Linked DNA regions of Ovis aries: region 1 is linked to region 2. The links are chromatin contacts, called in public Hi-C maps. All regions are on one chromosome and are shown on one strand. The core of a region is the stretch at or near the end of the contact, and the rest is flanking DNA. Distances in the headings are between cores, read along the strand shown. Region 1 holds the start of ENKUR (enkurin, TRPC channel interacting protein). Region 2 holds the start of ARHGAP21 (Rho GTPase activating protein 21).

Region 1 (5,770 bases), core at 2,533-5,032, 250 kb after region 2:
TTTTTATGGCTGAGTAATATTCCATTGTGTATATGTACCACAGCTTTCTTAGCCATTCATCTGCTGATGGACATCTATGTTGTTTCCATGTCCTGGCTATTATAAACAGTGCTGCGATGAACATTGGGGTACATGTGTCTCTTTCAATTCTGGTTTCCTCGGTGTGTATGCCCAGAAGTGGGATTGCTGGGTCATAAGGTAGTTCTATTTGCATGTTTTTAAGGAATCTCCACACTGTTCTCCATAGTGGCTGTACTAGTTTGCATTCCCACCAACAGTGTAGGAGGGTCCCCTTTTCTCCACACCCTCTCCAGCATTTATTGCTTGCAGATTTTTGGATCGCAGACATTCTGACTGGTGTGAAGTGGTACCTCATTGTGGTTTTGATTTGCATTTCTCTAATAATGAGTGATGTTGAGCATCTTTTCATGTGTTTGTTAGCCATCCGTATGTCTTCTTTGGAGAAATGTCTATTTAATTCTTTGGCCCATTTTTTGATTGGGTCGTTTATTTTTCTGGAATTGAGCTGCATGAGTTGCTTGTATATTTTTGAGATTAGTTGTTTGTCAGTTGCTTCATTTGCTATTATTTTCTCCCATTCAGAAGGCTGTCTTTTCACCTTGCTTATAGTTTCCTTTGTTGTGCAGAAGCTTTTAATTTTACTTAGATCCCATTTGTTTATTTTTGCTTTTATTTCCAGTATTCTGGGAGGCGGATCATAGAGGATCTTGCTGTGATTTATGTCTGAGAGTGTTTTGCCTATGTTCTCCTCTAGGAGTTTTATAGTTTCTGATCTTACATTTAGATCTTTAATCCATTTTGAGTTTATTTTTGTGTGCGGTGTTAGGAAGTGATCTAGTTTCATTCTTTTACAAGTGGTTGACCAGTTTTCCCAGCACCACTTGTTAAAGAGATTGTCTTTACTCCATTGTATATTCTTGCCTCCTTTGTCAAAGATAAGGTGTCCATATGTGTGTGGATTTATCTCTGGGCTTTCTATTTTGTTCCATTGATCTATATGTCTGTCTTTGTGCCAGTACCATACTGTCTTGATGACTGTGGCTTTGTAGTAGAGCCTGAAGTCAGGCAAGTTGATTCCTCCAGTTCCATTCTTCTTTCTCAAGATTGCTTTGGCTATTCGAGGTTTTTGTATTTCCATACAAATCTTGAAATTATTTGTTCTAGTTCTGTGAAAATGTGGCTGATAGCTTGATAGGGATTGCATTGAATTTGTAAATTGCTTTGGGTAGTATACTCATTTTCACTATATTGATTCTTCCAATCCATGAACATGGTATATTTCTCCATCTATTAGTGTCCTCTTTGATTTCTTTCATCAGTGTTTTATAGTTTTCTATATATAGGTCTTTAGTTTCTTTAGGTAGATATATTCCTAAGTATTTTATTCTTTTCGTTGCAATGGTGAATGGAATTGTTTCCTTCTTTTTCTACTTTCTCATTATTCGTGTATAGGAATGCAAGGGATTTCTGTGTGTTGATTTTATATCCTGCAACTTTACTATATTCATTGATTAGCTCTAGTAATTTTCTGGTGGAGTCTTTAGGATTTTCCATGTAGAGGATCATGTCATCTGCAAACAGTGAGAGTTTTACTTCTTCTTTTCCAATTTGGATTCCTTTTATTTCTTTTTCTGCTCTGATTGCTGTGGCCAAAACTTCCAGAACTATGTTGAATAGTAGCGGTGAAAGTGGACACCCTTGTCTTATTCCTGACTTTAGGGAAATGCTTTCAATTTTTCACCATTGAGGATAATGTTTGCTGTGGGTTTGTCATAGATAGCTTTTATTATGTTGAGGTGTGTTCCAGTGGGTTATGCAGGAAAGAGCAATATATTTCTTTCTTAGCAAGAATTCTTACTACTACTAAGTGGATTGGGTAAGGGTGATTGTGTTACTGTGAGGGCAATTTGTGTTACAGTGGAGGGAGAGAATTGGATAAAAGTTTTATTATGCTCTGTTTTTTATAAATTAGTGTCTTGCAAGCACATCTTGTCAAATTAAAAACTCTTCTTGGTTGTTGCTGGCAGTGTAGGTTGACTTTACCCTAACACAAAGAGTTCTTTGGCATCACATTTGGATGCCTTCTATTCTTTTCACCATAAGTTAGTTTTTCCTACTTATTTCTTCAGAGTAAACCAAGGAGTTTGAGCTGTCACTGCAACATTACCCAAGGGTGATATTATACATTTGCCAACTAAATAAAGATTTTTCCTATAAAAGTTCTTGAAAAAGCCACCTAGACACAGTAAAGCTTTTCAAATTTACCAATAAACAAAACACCTATTTAATAAACTATCTTAACATTCAAATTCAGGAGTCTATGAAAAATATAATCTGCCAGTGGGTTACAGAGGAGCTTTGAGGAGCTTTTATCTTGTACAATATACAGGAATTTTCGATTAAAACTCCATTCAGCAATAGTTAACTTGAACACTTCTTATAAACTCTGAAACTGTACCAAATCATACTTTGAATTCCTATTTCCAATCTCTACTAGATTTTGAGAAGTTAATGGAAAACAAAATAGGTACTGGTCTGGTTAAAAAAAGATACTCAGGCTTAAAAATGAAGGATCTGTCTACTTGTTGAAGATGTTAGGCACTGGAAGTAATTACTAAAAAAGAAAATTGACAATTAAGATCTGAAAGACCTTAAAGATTATCCAGTTCATGTAATTTGTTTTACAGATCAGAAAACAAATTTTAATAATGTATTTGAGATCACAAAACCAATCAGTTTCAGAGCCTAGTGTTTTGTTTTTAGCCCAGTGCTCTTTCAGTGTAGTTTTGACTTGGAACAAGAAAAAGGAAAAAGGTAAAGCTGCAAAATCCTAGAAGGAATGAGATTTTCCTTATTCTTTACTTTCTTTTGTCCCCAGGTGAGTAACTGACATGTTTACTGTGTGGTACCTTTTTGAAAATTTGGGGAACTAAAGGGGTCCTAACACCTATATAAAAATCTTAACTCTATCACATATTTTGGGGTCTCCGTCAATCCATTCTTCTTCAAAAGAAGACCTTAGGCACTATCTTGTGCATTTGTTTCATCAATCAAAAAAAAAAAAGAGAGGCTCAGAAACAAATAGAAATTTATATTTGACAATACTCTTGGGGGGAAATGGGTATTATCTTTCTTTAGAGAAAGCAGTGGTGTAGTCAGAAACAAAACAGTGAATTCCTGAAACAAGATATCAAGTATCCTAACGCAGGATAATAAAATTGTGACTTCTCTTTTTTCAACACTAAGATATTTCAGGCTATGTTGCATACCACATCACACATATACAATTAAATTACAAACAATTACACACGTATGAACAAGAGGCTGACATAAGAAAATGGCCCTCTCACAGCACTGGACCACCCTCTCTCTGAATTATGAGCAGCTAAATATTTATATTTCGCAACTTCTTTAAGAAGCTCTCACCCAAGACTACTTCACTGAGATAAAAATAATGTAATCTCGTTTTGAAAGTCATACGATGCTTACTTAATCCTGAAATGGAACAATTCTTTTCCATTCTTGTTTCAAGTGATAATCGTTGCTTACCCACATACCTAGGAGGCTGTGGAGGCTCCTTCCAGTCACTGGGTATGAGGTTATAAATGCTCTCAGAAGGGCCCGTTGGATCCATGGCCACCATATGAGTACTGAAAACTACTTAGCTTTTTTCTCACTATAGCAATATCTCCATCCGTTTCTTCACAGCTTGTCCTTTCCTCTCCTACCCTCTTGCCTTCTCAAGGAACGAACGTTTCTTTCACGCAATTCCCCCGCGACCTCTTGGAGTCCTCTCTTGGCAAGAAAGTAAACACCCCTTCTACGACTCTGGGCTCGCTTAGCGTTGTTGACGGCACGACTGCCGTGGAAACAGTAACTAGGCAACGAGGATGGTGGCGTTGCAATCTAGTTTTCCAAACTTTCCTTTCGCAAGGGCTCCTTTTCTGTCAAGAGAAGCTCAACGTGAAAACCACAGTTTATATGTACCTTTGGGAGTAAAGGGGTGAAAATGGCGTCCCCTTAAAAATGTCGCTCTTTTCTCTGTGTATTTGGGAAAAAAAAGATAAATTCTACCACAGACTGACGGGAAACTGCGCCGCTGTGCAGGCGTCACACAATTCTCTCGTCCACAGGCGTGATCCCTCTGGGGCGGGGCGAGCTACTGAGGCCACGCTGACGCACGTCCGACGTGACGAACAGGACGAGGGAGGGAGGGGCCTAGGATCGAGTGGGTGAGGCGCAGGACAAGTCGCTTACCAGGTACTGGGCAGCTCGGCGGTGGGCGTGGCGCGCGAACGCGGAGGCCAGCCCCTGCGCAGGCGCAGAGGCCGCTGCGCGGGTTGGGGGGAGGTGGACCTCACGAGGCCTGGGACCTGGGCTGTGGGCCATCAGGGGCCGGAGTCTGAGGTGCGGGACTGTGTCCCGAGGCAGCGCTGGCGGCTCCGGAAGCTCTTTCCCATTTCCTTTCCTTTCCCCCCGTCTTCTCAGTGTGATTTCCTTGGTGAGTTATTTGAGGAGAAAGGGAAACTGTAGAATCAGTCCGTTCCCATCGCATGCCCTTTTCCGGTCCGTGTCTTCCCCTGTGCGCTGCTGGGCGGTGACCCCAGCAATCTGTCCGCTCCCGCCTTCCCGGCCGCTTGCGTCCCGCGCTCAGCCGTGCGGCCACCGGTGCGAGCTCTCAGGACCGCTCCCCTCGGCGACCTGTCTCCCTTACTCTCGCGCCTCGCTGCTTCTCTCCCTGTTTACCTCTTTATCGGGCCCCTCCTCTTAGGGGTTGACTTTGTTTTCTAAGCAAGCAGCCTAAACCAGAAGAATCCTTTTAAACGGGCCTTTGAATTTTGTGCTCCTCCCTTTTTTTTTTTCTGGCGTCCCTTTTTGAAAATAGTCTTGGGAGCGGTTTTATTCCGTTTGATCCGTGTGGTCTTCCATGAACCCACTGATTCCCATATTGACTGCTGTAAGACTCTCATTTAGCAGCCTTTGCCATCCAGAGGCTCTGAAAGACATTTTGGCAATATGGTTCTGACCAACCTTACAGAAGCCAGTCTGCCCAAAGGGAATAAGGATGGTTGACGATAAGAGGCCAGGTTTAGGCCTGTCACTGCCAGGGTGCCCGGTGGTGGAGACAAAGCAGCATGGTAGCCTGGTTGACTTAAAAGTTTATTGGCTCTGCCTTCTGAGATGGTCCGTGCTCTGTCTGTGGAGTTTTGTTTCTCACTAAATAAATCCAGTTCTTACTTAAAACAAAGTTTGCCGAATGTGTAGGTGTTTATCATCTTGGGCTCTTGGTGAATTTCAGTAGATAAGAACAAACTTAGTGTTTTCTTATCCAGTTGGTCAGGTTTCTATTTTTTTTTTATCCCAGGCGTTTAACAAACATTTTATTTCAGATGAATGGCGCCTTGGGGTTGATGGTTCTGTTCTTCACATCAGATTTTCTGTTTCCAAAATATTTGTATGTATATGCCACTTTGCCCTTTTCCTTTCCACTTTGAGTATTTCATGGTTTTGGTAATTTTTGCTTAGCTTGTGTAGAGAATAATTCTGTTCTCTATATGTGCTAAGATTTGAACCGAGGACTTGAAATGATAATAGTTAGCCAAATGGACAGTCCTTGGCCAAAGTTTATAACATTTCTAATTAGAAGGAACACTTAAGGACTCTTTATGTTTATCAGTTCCTGAAAGAGTCAATAAGGGCAAAGCATGATTTCTCTAGGTAGTAAGTACTCACTGGCCTCAGCTAGTCT
Region 2 (6,263 bases), core at 960-3,459:
CCACCCCACACTGGTAGGACAGACACCTCAGAGACACAAGCCACACAGCTGGGCAGGGACGTCAGCTCTGCACTTACCTCACAGGTGGGGGACCCGCAGGCCTTGAGCTTGGTGTCAACATCTCCCTCAGGCAGACCAGTCCGACGAGTGGCCATCATTTCATTTCAAATTACAAAGAAGGGACCAACCCTTGGGAGTCCACATTGGGAGGGAAATGCCACCATGCACCAAGAAGGTAAGAATTCCACACCAGGTTCCGAGAGGGTGCAGGGTTGCTGAGACAAATGAAGGTTTCAATGAAGCGCCTTTCAAATGCCCTGATGAGGATTCCTTCCGACTTCAACGGCCTTCACCGTCTTCGTCCATTTCTCCAGACGTAAAAAACAAAGACCAGTCTCCTGTGCAGCTAGTGAGGCCAACTGCAGAAAGCGGTCCCCTTCGTTCCTAGCGCTCCTCCCAAGTCCGAGAGCAATGCTAGCGCGTCGTGAAGGCTCTCCCAAAGAGATCTTTCCTAAAGAGGGAAAAGTTAAAGGACATGAACTTTCTCCAGACGCTGACCTTGGCCTTGCCCACGAGTCTACTCCAAGCTCGCCCTTCCAGCACTTGGAAAGATAATTCGGTCCATGCTGATGAATCAAAAGATGAAATAATCTTCCCATACAAAATAAGAAAGAAAGGCGGGGGGAAATCTTTAAATCAAGGGGGAAATGAGAGACATCAGAACGGCACGATGATTACCTCAAACATGCCCGGACTTTCTGCAGCCGACAAGAAAAAAACATTCCCCTTTCAAGTGCATTTAAATTCATGTATTTTCTGGGCAAATGAGAGGGAGCTTATGTTCTTCTGCATCACCCGAATAAGAAGACTTTACAGAAGTTTTGTCCCCACGAGGCTAAAATGGGAGAATACTTTTTCAAAAACACGCCTTGCTCCCCGCCACCTCCCCAGCTCCCTAAAATAAAAACAAAAAGTCAGGCTCGGACGCGGCCAGCGGCTCTGCCGGTGTTTCCAGGCGGCCTGGGGGACTTGGGGCGCCCGCCCTCCGCCCTCCGCCCCGACCGGCCGGTGTCCCCGAGGAGGCGGCTGTTTTCCTTGGCCCGCGGCGGGGCTGGGCGGGGACGGCGCGGGGCCGGGCGGGGAGGTGTGCGCAGCGCCGGGAGGGAGTCCCTCTCCGGGGCATTATTCCGGAGCCACAGAAATGAAGCCGCAGCCCCAGCAACTTTTATTTAGTTGCCGCGCCCCAAACTACGCCTCGACACGATCGTCCCGTTTTCCCGGGGCCGCCTAGGGGAAAAATAATTTTTTTGGGGGGGGGGGAAGAAAACCACCACCCACCTACCACTATTTCCTCCGCCCCTTCCAGAGGCAGATCGGGGAGCGCGATCTCTCGGGAAGGGCGGCCCAAATATGTACTTTCAAAAAAGAGTGGGGAGACCCGAGGGAAAAGCCAAAAGCGAGGGGGCTCACCCTCCGCGCCCCGCCTGGCCCGGCTTCCAAGGCGCAGAGGCGAGCGGCGGGGACGCGGGCAGGGCGCCGGGCCCAGCCGGGGCGCGCTAGGCCGCAGGCTCGGTTAATATTCATGAGCGCACGGGAGGCGCCCCTCCTCCACGGCCGGCCGGCGGGACCCCGGCGCCCGCTGCCGGCCTTTGTGCCCTTCCCTCCTCCCGCCCGCCCTCCCTCGCTCCGCACACGCGGGCGCGGCCCCTCTGCCCCCGCCGGGCTCCCGCCACCACTCTCTCCGGCCCCGCGCCAGCGCCCGGGCGGGGTGGCGGGAAGGGAGGGAGCCCGCGGCGAGCCCGGCTCTCCCTCTCCACCCGCCCGCCGGCGCTGCGCCCTGTCCGCCGAGGCGGAAAGTCAAGCAGACACGCACCGGAGCAAGCGCGCCGAGTAGATCCGCACCGGGCCCGGCCGGTCCCCCGGACGGCGCGCACGCCTGGCGCACAGCGGACCAAGCGGGAGGACGAGCCGGCGCTACCAGCCTCCGCCGCGCTCCGAGGCCGCCGCCCCCGGCCGACCGCTCCCAGACACCGCCGCGACCTGCCCCGGCCGGCCCCGGGCTCTCGGCCGCCGCGGGAGGGCGTGGGGCGGGGCGGCGGCCGCCGGACTCTCCCCTCGCCTCGCCGGGCCGGGCCGGGGCCGCGCTCGGGCGCCCGCGATCGCCAAGTGACAGAACTGCTCCGCTCCGCAGCCGCGCCGAGCTGTTTCCCGGGGGCGGATTTCTCGCTTCTTCCTCCCTGGATCCACCTCCTCCCACTCCACCTCCTTCCCCTCCCCTCCCCAGGGGAGGCTCTGGGGCTGAATATTTTCTGTCTTGAATAATATGGTCCGGGGAACAGACGCTGAAGCAGGGGGATTAGCCTGGGGCGGGGGTCGGTGGGGGTGCTCGCCAACCCCCTCCCAATTTACGTCGGGACCTACAAGCCCTCACCCGCCCCCAACACCTCCCCAAAAACCAAACACAGAAAACCCTCCCCGCCTTCTCCAATCTCCAGAGCGCTGAGCGGGAGCGGCCGGGAACCTGGGCTTCCACTAGGAAGGGACCCTGTTCTCGGCGTCAGGGCCGGGGAGGGGTTGGGGGGGGCGAGGATTCTAGATACTCAGAATTAGCGGGGGTGAGTGTCAGAGATCACGGGTCCCAGACTGCGGGGTACGCGTCCGGGTGAGTTTTTGCCCCTATCTGCAGCGGGAGGGGTGCGATATGGGACTTCAAGATAAGGGAGTGTCCTTTCAACGCCCGACTGCAAAAGAGCTTCTCTTTAAGGAGGCTGGGGGCTCGCAGCGAAGCGTTATTCATTCAGTCCTTTGCCCTTTTCATATCTTCAGGGCAGCTGAACAATTCGGCGCGGCTAGCGGAACTGGGAGGGAAGGTGGAGGCGCTTCTCCGCCCCGCAGGTCACAGAGGCGCGGGGCCGGGAGCCCCACACCCGCCCCTCCCGGCCAGATCCCGGGGCTTAGCCCCAGACCCCTGGCGGCTCGCTCCGCCCCGCCGCGCTTCACAACATCTCCCGCTGCAAATGGGCCAATCGGAGGACGCGATGAGAAAACACCAACCAATCAGAGGCTGCTGACTCAGGCTTCCCTCCACCCTTTGCCCCGCCCCCGCTAGGAAAGCCACAGCCCCTCGGTCTCCCCTTCCCACCCCGCCCGGGTCCGGGGAGGTGGCTCGCCCTCCAGTCCTCTTCCAGCTGCAGTGGAGGAGCGGGCCGCGGCGGCGGGGTTTGTCACCTTGTCACCCTCATCTTCGCCTCCTCCCAGACACGCCTCTCCTCCCTTTCCCAGTCCTCCTGCTGATGCTGTTGAGGGGCATTTTATCTTCACGCGGGTGGGGAAGTACCAGCTTTTGTGTCTGATCAGCCGCCACCACCCTCCTGAGGGAGAAAAAAAAACAACCCAAGAAGCTTTGGGGTCTGCGTACCTTTTCCTTCTTTTTTTTTAACCACACTCTCCCCATGAGATTTAGAGACAGTTCCCCGCTCCACCCACCCCGCCGTCCACACCCAGCTCGCAGTCCGGAGCCTCCGGTCCTGTTTTTTTTGTTGAGAAAAAAATCCAAAACCACTCTCAGGAGCCTGAAAACCTGTGCTGTGGTTTTTTTTAGACCTTCCTAAGAGTGGAAGGTGCCAAACATTAGAATATACAGCTAAGTCCTTCGCCTTAATTAGAGGAAAGACTCATTTTTATATGGCCATGAAATTTGCATGGTCTGGACAGCCCCTAACAAAACTAGTCAGCTAATAACAAAGAAAAAAAGGATAAAACAGAAGGAATGCCTGCCAGCCAGTGGGTAATTTACTGAACAGCTCACTGGACTACAGTAGTATCCAATTCTGGATACTGTAGAGTAAATGAACTAGAAGTGAGTAGAAAGACAGGGTTCAAGTAGTGTACCTCTACTGGGCTTAAAGAATATGTCCAGAAAGAGAAAAACAATTTTAAGCACAAAACAGCTTCTTTACAAATGCAAATGGGCATGCATGGCATAACTTGGGTCTCTCACAGCTAAGGACATGTAGGGTTAAGGTTTTTGTCATGGAAATTTTTATAAATGTTGATTTTGGAAATAAAGGCTTTCAGTTTGGTTCAGTTCAGTTCAGTCGCTCAGTCGTGTCCAACTCTTTGCGACCCCATGAATCGCAGCACGCCAGGCCTCCCTGTCCATCACCTTCCCGGAGTGCACTCAGACTCACATCCATCGAGTCAGTGATGCCATCCAGCCATCTCATCCTCTGTCGTCCCCTTCTCCTCCTGCCCCCAGTCCCTCCCAGCATCAGAGTCTTTTCCAATGAGTCAACTCTTTGCATGAGGTGGCCAAAGTACTGGAGTTTCAGCTTTAGCATCATTCCTTCCAAAGAACACCCAGGGCTGATCTCCTTCAGAATGGACTGGTTGGATCTCCTTGCAGTCCAAGGGACTCTCAAGAGTCTTCTCCAACACCACAGTTCAAAAGTATCAATTCTTCGGTGCTCAGCCTTCTTCACAGCCCAACTCTCACATCCATACATGACCACTGGAAAAACCATAGCCTTGACTAGACGGACCTTAGTCGGCAAAGAAAATGTCTCTGCTTTTGAATATGCTATCTATCTAGGTTGGTCATAACTTTTCTTCCAAGGAGTAAGCGTCTTTAAATTTCAGTTTGGTAAAGGAGACTAAATGTTAGCCATGGAAGGAGATGTGAAAAGAAGGTAAAACACATTTTGGGAATTGTGGGAAAATAACATAATCTAGGGGGTTTCCTAGGTGGCTCAGTGGTAAAGAATCCTCCTGCCAATTCAGGAGATGCAGGTCCAATCCCCAGGTTTAGAAGACCTCCTGGAGGAGGAAATGGCAACCCACCCCAGTATTCTTGCATGGAAAATTCCACGGACAGAGAATCCAGGTGGGCTACAGTACATGGGTGGCAAAGAGCTGGACATAACTGAGCATGCATGCCCACAATGTAATTTAGAAAGCCATTTCTATAGGAGATAAGTGGAAGGATGGGGATTACAGTCTAGCTTCATCATTTACCATGTGACGTAGGGCACAGTTTTACTTCTGTAAAGTACTAGAGCTAACAAGTAACAGTGACTACTGTCTAGGTAGCACTGCCAGCTGAGTATTCCTCCCAGAGCTTTCGGTTCAGTTCAGTCGCTCAGTTGTGTCCTCCCAGAGCTTTACACAAAACTTAATGAGACAGGTACACTGCAGAGCAAGAATTCAACCCCAGGACATAGGGTCCAGAGTCATGTTTTTCTCTATAACACTATCCTTACTTCTAACACAAGTTTTAATAATAACAACAGTAGCCAGCATTTACTTAGCTTATCCTGTACTGATCATTAACCCTACATCTAAAATCAGTAGGATTCTGTTGTTCTTGCTACCATATTTATCTTTTTAAAATTAATTAATTTGCCTGCACTAGGTCTTAGGTGTGGCATGCAAGGTCTTCCATCTTTGTTGCAGCATATGGAATCTAGTTCCCTGAAAAGGGATTGAACTCAGGCCCCCTGCATTGGGAGCTCGAAGTTCGAACCACTGGACCACTAGGGAAGTCCCAACCATATGTATCTTATATGCATTAGGCTATCTGGATGCAAAAGAAAAAAAGACCAGAGCTAAGATTTGGGAAACCTAAGTCCTAGCCCTCTCCTGGGATCTCCAGTATGACAGGACCTTCCCACTCTTGTTGGGCTGTTGAGAGCATCAAATGAGACAATAGACATAAAGGAGTTTTTAAAAGGTAAAAACATCATTCCAATTAAAATATTACTATTTTATTACTATTATAATAATAAGCATTACTATAAAAATATTACTATTATAAATACATATAAATATATATTTATATTACATAGTAATATAAAATATTATTATGAAGGAGGGGTTTGTCCTGTTTTCCCAATAGGAACTCTATACTTTTATTTCATTGGCATTTATTAGGAACATATTAACCCAGCTTAAAAAATTAGGTCTATTCCTTTCTAAGGCATGAACAGTAACAATACTTTAATAACTGCTTGAGCTCTCATGTAGATGTATTCTGAATAGACCTTGTGGAAGCCCTCTAGGCATCTGGGAAGCAGCAGCCTTCTCCTTTCCAAAGGCTGACAGTATAATTGGTGGAGGATGCAAAAAAGGCTTGGCGTTGTTTTCAGCTGCCCATCTTGGGTGTTTCACTCATTAACACCTCCACCAGAGGGAGGGCAGGAGAAAGGAAAACCAGCCAAACCTAAATCCTGTGGCTACTTGTTAACTGTTCCAGTGAGAGATTTGGT

What was found. A called contact is a pair of places that touch in the nucleus more often than the background predicts.
Region 1: a Hi-C map of muscle shows a contact between it and region 2, with 4 times the contacts expected there. The contact joins the promoter of ENKUR here to the promoter of ARHGAP21 in region 2. A contact is called at or near these places in 2 of 16 Hi-C or Micro-C datasets (liver and muscle).

The regions. Positions count from the first base shown.
Region 1 is chr13:25,207,908-25,213,677 of ARS-UI_Ramb_v3.0, forward strand. ENKUR (enkurin, TRPC channel interacting protein) reads right to left here and starts at 3,783. Exons shown (of 5, transcript XM_004014226.6): 1 at 3,579-3,783. The coding sequence starts at 3,664. All of the region lies in intron 4 of THNSL1 (threonine synthase like 1), which reads left to right.
Region 2 is chr13:24,964,238-24,970,500 of ARS-UI_Ramb_v3.0, forward strand. It overlaps ARHGAP21 (Rho GTPase activating protein 21), which reads right to left and starts at 2,210. Exons shown (of 25, transcript XM_042230534.2): 1 at 1,874-2,210; 2 at 78-511. The coding sequence starts at 158.